Regions from separate parts of the Hordeum vulgare genome. Here region 2 is linked to region 1. The links are chromatin contacts, called in public Hi-C maps. All regions are on one chromosome and are shown on one strand. Each heading gives the region's core, a stretch centred on a gene start, on an enhancer-like site or on the middle of the called end of the contact. The rest is flanking DNA. Distances are from core to core; before and after follow the strand shown.

Region 1 (4,253 bases), core at 709-3,208:
CAAACAATTCACGAAGCAGACACTGCGGATAGCCGCATGCAAAGACTTGCACACCATCTCTGTAGCTAGGATCTCACGAAGCCCAAGATAGCGAAGAGCATACGTCATCCCGTCATGTGGGGCACTTCCCACGGCATCATCTCCATCACGGCACACCAATGCAGCATTGCCAGGAGTAGATGGATCCTCTCCAGGTACAATTGGGCATGAGCAGGACGCAAGGGGAGGCAATCCTTGAGAGCAGTTGGCGCCTCCGGCATCACAAAGGCCTCCAAAACCAGAGGGAGCATACTTCATCTCGTCATGTGGGGCACTTCCCACGTCATCATCTCCATCATCAGGGCACCCCAATGCAGCATTGCCAGAAGTGGATGGATCATCTCCAGGTACAATTGAGCGTGAGCAGGACGCAAGGGGGGGCAATCCTTGAGAGCAGTTGGCGCCTCCTCCGGCATCATAAAGGCCTCCAAACCCAGAGGGAGCATACATCATCTCGTCATGTGGGACACTTCCCACGACATCATCTCCATCATCAGGGCACCCCAATGCAGCATTGCCAGAAGTGGATTGATCCTCTGTGGGTACAACTGAGCGCGAGCAGGACGCAAGGGCGGGCAATCCTTGAGAGCAGTTGGCGCCTCGGGCATCATAAAGGCCTCCAAACCCAGAGGGGCCCTCAAAAGCACGACTGCAGCCAGCTGGGAGGTAAGATGGCTCCCGGGAGAGCGCCATAGCGTGTTCCAGGTCCATGTAAAAACTCAAGTCAGCAGGACGAACGGACCTGCCACCGTCACTGCTTCCAAAACGCCCTGGACCAGACATGACCGTGCGGTCAAGGCAACTGGCGAGGGCGGCAGTGAGCGTGTGCCCCAAGTTCATCCCGAAGGGATCCACGGGCAATAGATCTGCAGGGTCCCGTTCGAAATCATCCCGGCGCCTGGAGTTGACCCCTGGGGACGAGAGGGGCGATGCCTCCTCCGACCAGCATCCACACCCTCGCATCAGGGCAGAGCACTCGTCGCTGACCAAGAAGGAGCAGGACGGATAATTCAGCGCCATGAGCTCCAAATTCCAGTGCACTCTCCTCCTCCTCCACCACCTCCTGGCTCTCTTCTTCTTTTTTTTGGTGTTTTTTCTATGGAATATGCACATACACGGAGAACTAGAGAAGACGCAACCCTAGATCCCCCTCTCCCCCCAACAAGAGAACCCTCTATTCCTGATCCGGGCCAATCAAAAAATATCCCTAGGACCAAAAACTTCACGGAGCAATCTCGGATCCCAAATCAATCCAACAACAACAGCAGCAGGGAGACCAGGGGCAGGGGCAGGGGGTCAATAAAAAGACGACAATCTGTCTACCTTCCGCCCGAATCGGACTCAGACCCCGAGCCGGAGCAGCGGCAGCGGCCCCATCAATCAAGAGGAAACGCAATCCGGGGAGAATCCGGGCCCAAATCAGAGCAATAAACAACCGACCACGGGAGCGGAATCCACACCGGCGCCGGCGGTAGCCGAGATCCGCGAGCCGACGGGGCGGGAGGGGATTGGCGGCTCTGCAGAGGACGCGGGGGTTGGACACCTGCGAATGCGGCGGCGGTGGGGTGGGGTGGATGACTCGACTGGGATTGTTGGAGCGGCGACGGGTGGTGGGGGGAGGACGGGTGGTGGCGGTGAAACCTTGATGGGAGGGTGGGGGTGGTGGTGGTTCCGCGAAAATCTCCAAGGCTCCTTCTCCTTCTCCCGCTTGGCCTTCCGCGCGGCGCGAGGGAGGGGGAGCCAACGGGAGGAGGAGAGGGGTTGGAGAGGAGGGAGGGCGCGCGCGTAGTGGCCTGCCTGCCTGCCTGCCTGCTCTGGGGGTGGGGGCGGCCGGCCCGATCCCCTTTTCTACTTCCGTCCGGGGCGGGCGGCTCTCCCCGCTCTCTCTCTCTCTCGTTTGTTGCGTTCCGCTGTGGGTTTTCCTCTTCTCCTCTCCTCTCCGGGGCGTGCGCGGGCGGGGGATCTCTTTTTCCTGGGAATATTTTCTTCCCGGGTTTTCCCGTGCGCCTCCGCCTTTCCTCTGCACCGGCCGTGCGATTTTCGCGCCAGTTGGACTGTTGGAGCGAGACGCGCGCGTGTGACCGTGTCCGTGCGGTTGTGGATCCTGGATGGACGGCTCGTTGGTTTTGGAAAGGAATTTATCGCCTCCTTTACTGCGGCTGATCTGGATCTTCCGAATTGATCGATTTCCTTCTGGAATTGGATTAGGGCCGTAGGATTTGCTTAGGTCAATATAGTAGTACTTCTGTGTACTTGCATAACGGAACGGGAACGGGAACGGGAACGGGAACGATCACGCTTGCTCCTGTCCATGCGTGCCTGACAAAGGTACATAGTTTTTTTCTCCTTCAACACAATGGGGGAGGAGGAGCATGATCCTGCCTGAATGCATTTTGCTCGAAGGAATGTTTTTTTTGTGGGTCTGCTCGAAGAAATTTTACACACACGTTTTTGTTTTGTTTTTAACGACGGTTTTGTTTTTAACAACATGCGCACTCATAAACATACACATGCATCCATCTCTAAAAACGCACGCACACTTTAATTCTATGAGCATCTCCATGATACCAAGCTGACATCACATTCTGAGATTGAGAGAATCATCACATGTGACCACATGGTCGATGGAAACGTCTTCAACCGCACATCAAACATCTTCGGAAAGGCTGAAATAAATCTTGAAAAATGAAAGTATTAATGATAGGTCTATAACTTGAACCCTAATGGAGTTGTTCCATCACAAATAACTTAAACGTCTAAGTTAGGCTCAGTCATACACGTTTTGTTAGGCATCTCCAACGATGTCTTCTAAAACAAACGCATTATCCGCCCGCAAACAGCATTCACACGCATCCACGTATAGAATAAGGCAGTCAGTCATCTAATCATGTTCATGAGATACGTGTCAAATCCGAACGGCAGAGTTAGGCCAGACATAGAGGATATCCTCATGGGTAGTGTGGACATTATTAGGGTCCAAATAAAATTGAGTCAAGCGGACCTCCGCATGTTACATGGACTTTCATAAAACATTTAAGGGTCTTCGTTGAATAACAAAAATGGTCCAAGCACTGTTATCTCGACCTATATGGACACATCGAGGGTCAGCATTAAAGATGCCCTCACACGAGTTTGGTTCGTCTTCTCTTACAAGTTTAACTTTGGAAGAGGAGGATGGTTGTTCCGCCATAACCAATGTTATCTAGATGGCACTTGATTCTGCTCATATTTATTTGTATGCATTCATTCTCTTGATTACTCGGAAATGTTAGACTTAGATCATCCGACCAAGGAAACTTGAGTAGCCATCCTTTGCTCCTCTTCGTGTGTGTGTGTAACAAACATAGTTTTTCCCGGACTCAAGGGGGAGAGGGGTGATCACCACATGAATGCATTACTCAAAGGAGTTTCACATACGCATTTTTTTCCTCTTCACTGACAAGTTTTTCTCATGCACAAACTTGAAAGTGAAGGATGCTTGTTTCGCCATAACCCATGTCTTCTTGGCACTAAATGTTGCTTATATTTCTCAATTGGTCTTTATTCTAGAGATTTTGTGAATGCTGAGCTTAGCTCATCCCATCAAGGAAAAAGAATAACAAACAAAGTTAGTATGAGCATTACAACGACATATGTTAAGGTGGAAGTGATAACCCGCAATTATAAGGGATCGTTTGTAGCCTTTTTTATATGTAAAAATGTCGAATCCAAGGATCTAAAGATAGAACTAATGTTCTCTCAAGTTTTATCACCACCGATCCAACTCTAGGCACAACAATGTTCACTTTATCTAGTACAAGAAATAAACTATTTTACGGGAATAAATTTAGAGGTACTTTGTAGGTGTAATAGATAGGTTTGCAAGATAATAAAGAACAAGTAAATACAAATTGAGGGTTGTTTAAATAAGGAAAACGTTCTCCTGCCGCCGGCGGATCTCACAGAAAGCATCCACCGCCTTGTACGTCTGCCACGTGTCATGCTAGGTGCAACCTTATCTTTTTAGTCGTTGCCTTCTTATCCATTCATTGCTACATGATCTCTGTTGGAAATTATTCCAGCAACATGACCTCAGTTGCGAAAATTTCCCTCAGAAGTTTGTAACATGACCAGCAAAAAAGGCGTCAGTAAACGATTCCGCAACATGACATTTGTTGCAAAAAAAATAGCAACTTGACCTCTTTTGCAAAAAAAATCTAAATATGTTTCTGCAA
Region 2 (4,253 bases), core at 498-2,997, 830 kb after region 1:
TGTAACAGGCCCGCCTGACAATCTCTTCACTGCGCTGCCAGGTATTCCTCCAGAGCAATTCGTTTGCCAAATTCACCCCGAGGGCCGTCGCGAGGATTATGCACGGCATCTCCAGCCCGTCTTTCCCAGCTGCTACCTGGTCCAAAAACCACTTCTGGTCTCTCTCTCTCTCCGGACGCATTTTGTTATATCTATGTATATCTTCTCTTTCCACCGATTTAGCTCACGGGCTGAAGTTTTTACCCACAGGGGACGCTATATGGAGGTTGATTTCCCAGTGGTCATACAAGCTGCCAAAGCCGAGCTAGTTAAATTCGTTGGAAAGGGTGAATAGTGCTGCAAGAGCAATCAGTCAGAACCCTTGTCTTGCGGTCTTGCCAGGCTACAATGTACAGTACATGCATAAGAATGAAGTTTGAAACCAGGAATCGGATAGAAATTTAACCACAGAGAAGGTTCGTGCCCACTCCCATGTACATGCTCCAATAGTTGTTATCCCGAATGCTCAACGCTGATCGCCGTTGCTTCCATAAATTTGCAGAGGCGGTTGAAAAAAAAAGTATTGGTTGCAGAGCGGACACCAGCCACGTCGGCGTGAAGTATCTATGCAGCAAACCATCGCGGGCCTTTCAGTCAAGCTGTCTATGTAATATGGCGGGTCAGCCAGGATCAAGATGCTTAAGAAGAGACATTTCCTGATTAAAGAAACAAAGAGAAACCAGTGATATACTAGGTCGACAGATGAGAGGGTTGCTGTGTTATGCTTAAACGTTTTAGTAATAATCCAGTGTGAAACTAACTTGTGAACCTGTAATACTGATATGTATATTCATTACTTAGCAGCATCAGCCGAAGCCGAGTATCCCCGAGTCTTGGTCGCACTTGTTCGAGTTGACTGGCCAACCTGGCTTCATTGCATGCTGCCGTTGTCAGCTCTGATCTTAGCATTGTTATTTGGTGGTTGGCAGTTTCATTGCATGCTGCCGCCGCATATTCGCATATGCTCTGGGAGAGGCACACGGTGCGGGTCCTGGCAGCGCGCCTCTATCATTCTTGGAGTGAACCGATCCATTCGATTGATCGTGCAGGTACGAGCTTGAGGCGGTGCGTCCTGCAGCGTTTGTTCACCGGCAGGAGCGCACGGCTTTAGCTGGAACACCGTGTCCTGTGTGCTGCCGTACGAACCATGGGGGCCTAGCCATGGCGTCTACCATGTCGCTTGCAGAGAGAGGCAGTCAAATTGTAGATTTGCATCGTCCGGCACGGCACGGGAGACAAAGCGTGCACACAGCCCATACCCAACATACCCAAACCGAAATTTCAAAAAAAAAAAAAAAAAAAAAACCCCAAACCGGATGTCCTCAACTGAAACCGTGTCAATGTCACGGTACTGCATCTGGACCGCCGACCGACCAGCGGCCTCGCACCTCAAGCAACACGTAAGCGGGGTTGCTGTTGCACCGGTGAACACGTAGCTGCCTTTGTTTAATTAATTAATTATGTGAGCTACCAGGTTGATGCGGTACTGGAACCACCGAAGCACTTGACGATGGCGTGGCATATTCGCGTGGCTCAAATCTAGCGACCCGAAGCATATTCATTCGCCCACAACGCCCATCGCTATCCATCCTAGCCAGCCGTCCGTAACGGAGGGGCCACACCAACACCAGGCAGCCGGGGCCCGTGCCGTTCCAACAGGGCAACGATTCGAACGACTCTCCCGTGCCACGGAATCCAGCCCCGGAAAAGCAATATTCCGTGCTCGCGTCGGTCGGTCCATCTATTCTCCGTGGGCCGTGACGGCAGCGCAGCGCAACGGGGTCCGTAAAGACTGGTAGGAGGAGTAGCGCGGCACGAACGCACGCACGCAGAATTTACCAGAGCACGCAGGAGGAGAGCGAGAGGGGGAGGGGAAAAGCCGACGGCAGAAGGAAGGAAGGAAGACGAAGCCAGGCCAGCCATCCTCCAGTTGCTTCCTCGCGCCGAGCCCGAATCCTCTCCCCTCGCGCCGTACCAGAGGGCTCCGCCGGAGATCGAGGAGACCCGACCCTAGCTGGAGATGGCCGCCGCCGTGGTGAACTACCCGCTCGTCGCGGGGCTCCTCGCCTTCGCGGTCGCGCAGTCCGCCAAGTTCTTCACCACCTGGTGAGCCAGCTGCTCCCCTCCCCTCCCCCGCCCCGCGTTACAGTTATGATCGATGGCTTGGCTCCGCTCATCGGGCTGCTGCCTGTGCGAGCATTGCTGAGCCTGTGGGAGCGCGTGCGATTTTGGTGGTCGGGAGTTCGTTGCTTATCTGCTTAGCGCGAAGGTGAACGGAGATTTGGATTCGAGACCTGCTAGGAACGGGATTTGGCTAAATTCTATTTAGTCTCTTTTTTCCCTTCTATAATTCCGCTGATCAGTTTCGTACATAGGCTGTGGATCCTCGCCAACCTTAGCGAGATCTTCCTCTTATTTCTGCGTTTCGTTTTGCTTCGCTGGTAGTATGATCTGCGTCAACTGCTTCTGAAACCAGCTATTCATGAACCACCCGCAGAATACTTTGTCAACGAGAGGCAGCGGAAATGCCGGATATGCCACGTGGGCGAGAGTTGGACGAACGCTTACAGTTACCCAACTAGGACAAAAAATGCGCCAAAAGTTTTGTGTACCCTTTCGGTATGTTTTCGTCTGGAAGTAGTGGAGAGACATCCCTGTATCACATTACTCATAGTCATGAGGTTTTAGCTACTCCCTCTGTCCGGAAATACTTGTCGGAGAATAAAAATGGATGTATCTAGAACTCGACAAGTATTTCCGGACGGAGGGAGTATTAATTAATCTGAGAGCATTTTAGGATCATACGGATGGTTTGGTGGGGCACTTAGAAGCCTAACCTTTTCACATCCATTCTGGTTCTACTGCCAGATAAGGGTATTATTTGTGATTTCTGTAGCAAATTTGCTGCATGTCTAATGCTAGAGGCAAGTTGGTTACATAATGCTACCTGTATTTCCTTACTTTGGTTCTACTGCCATTGAGATGATTAATCAATACTTTGTGATGATCCTGCCCATAAGAGTTATGCATGTTCTCTGCAAAGAGTGGCTTTGTTTTTGAACTTTTAAGAGTGGCTATTGGCAAAGTAAGTGACGATTCCTAGGCTCTGCTTGTATCTGTCATGTGTGTGACATGATTGTGTCCTGGGTGGTTCATTTGTTCTGGTTGGCTGCTTGTTTTACGGCTGGGTGTTTCTTTAGCTTGGCAGGCTGGTTTGTAGCTGCGGTGGTGCGGCCATGGGTGCGTTTTGGTGGAACTTGATGAATTGGTGGTTGTTTTACCAGTTTCATGAAAATGAAAGGATTTCACTACAATCGAACGCCAGATTTTTTAGCATGGCAAATCGAACGCCCGGAATGGCAAATTATGTTTCGCGAGGATGGCAATTTGCTTTAGCAAGCCATGGAGCAAATTGCCATCCTCACGACAACATAATTTGCCATAAAAAATGTTCGATTTGCCATGCCTAAAAGCCTGATTTATGATTTTTTAGCATTTTTGAAATGAAATTGGGAGCTTGAGCTCCTTTGATTGAAACAAAGTGACGGAGTTAACTCTCTGTTTCCTGATAATTTAAGCAAATTGGTCGGTGCCAAACTATGGACATAAGTAAGCCCTACCCTCAATGGCAGGTGCTAGATCTGTGACCCTGTGCTGTCAATCCATTCAAACTCTTCCTTTGTAAGATTTTTTTTCATGAATATTTTTTAAGAGGGTTGTAGATAATTTGTGATGTCAATTTACATCACCAGTTGTGTGTAAAGCCACCACAACTTGACACTATACATTCACAAGTTATCGACTTATAGCAACTGCACATACCATTTGCTGTCTCCTGCAGTATATATAATTCAAATAAGAAAACCAATTGTTTGGGGGCAATTTGAACATGCACAAACACCTTCATTCGATAAAAATGAGTCCTTATTGACTCAATAGCATGCACACACACACCTGAGTTTGCATCAGGGCAGAAATTTGAGAACACTCCGTGGAAGTTAATTGCTCATGTTTGCCTTGTTATGTATGATGTGTAGTAGCATGTAAGAGGTGGCTTTCCATTTCTCTAACTGTATATCTATCTTCAAGCTGGCGCCTTGTTATATATGATGTGTAGTAGTGTGTAAGAGGTGGCCTTCTATTTCCCTAACTGTATAATTATCTTCAAGTTTGATTTGGATTGGGGCAAGGATCCGATGCCAAAGTAACTGTGC

Evidence for each region. Hi-C and Micro-C count contacts between places; a contact is called where the count stands out from the background.
Region 2: a contact with region 1 is called in a Hi-C map of leaf, with 3 times the contacts expected there. The contact joins the promoter of LOC123427060 here to the promoter of LOC123427052 in region 1. A contact is called at or near these places in 1 of 6 Hi-C or Micro-C datasets (leaf) and 1 of 1 datasets of contacts at active chromatin or transcription factors (embryo).

What each region holds. Positions count from the first base shown.
Region 1 is chr2H:535,057,647-535,061,899 of MorexV3_pseudomolecules_assembly, forward strand. LOC123427052 reads right to left here and starts at 1,959. Exons shown (of 4, transcript XR_006622357.1): 1 at 639-1,959; 2 at 1-443.
Region 2 is chr2H:535,890,746-535,894,998 of MorexV3_pseudomolecules_assembly, forward strand. LOC123427060 reads left to right here and starts at 1,748. Exons shown (of 5, transcript XM_045111004.1): 1 at 1,748-2,145. The coding sequence starts at 2,060. It overlaps LOC123427058 (ATP-dependent DNA helicase Q-like 5), which reads left to right. Exons shown (of 21, transcript XM_045111001.1): 19 at 42-157; 20 at 250-455; 21 at 542-862. The coding sequence ends at 334.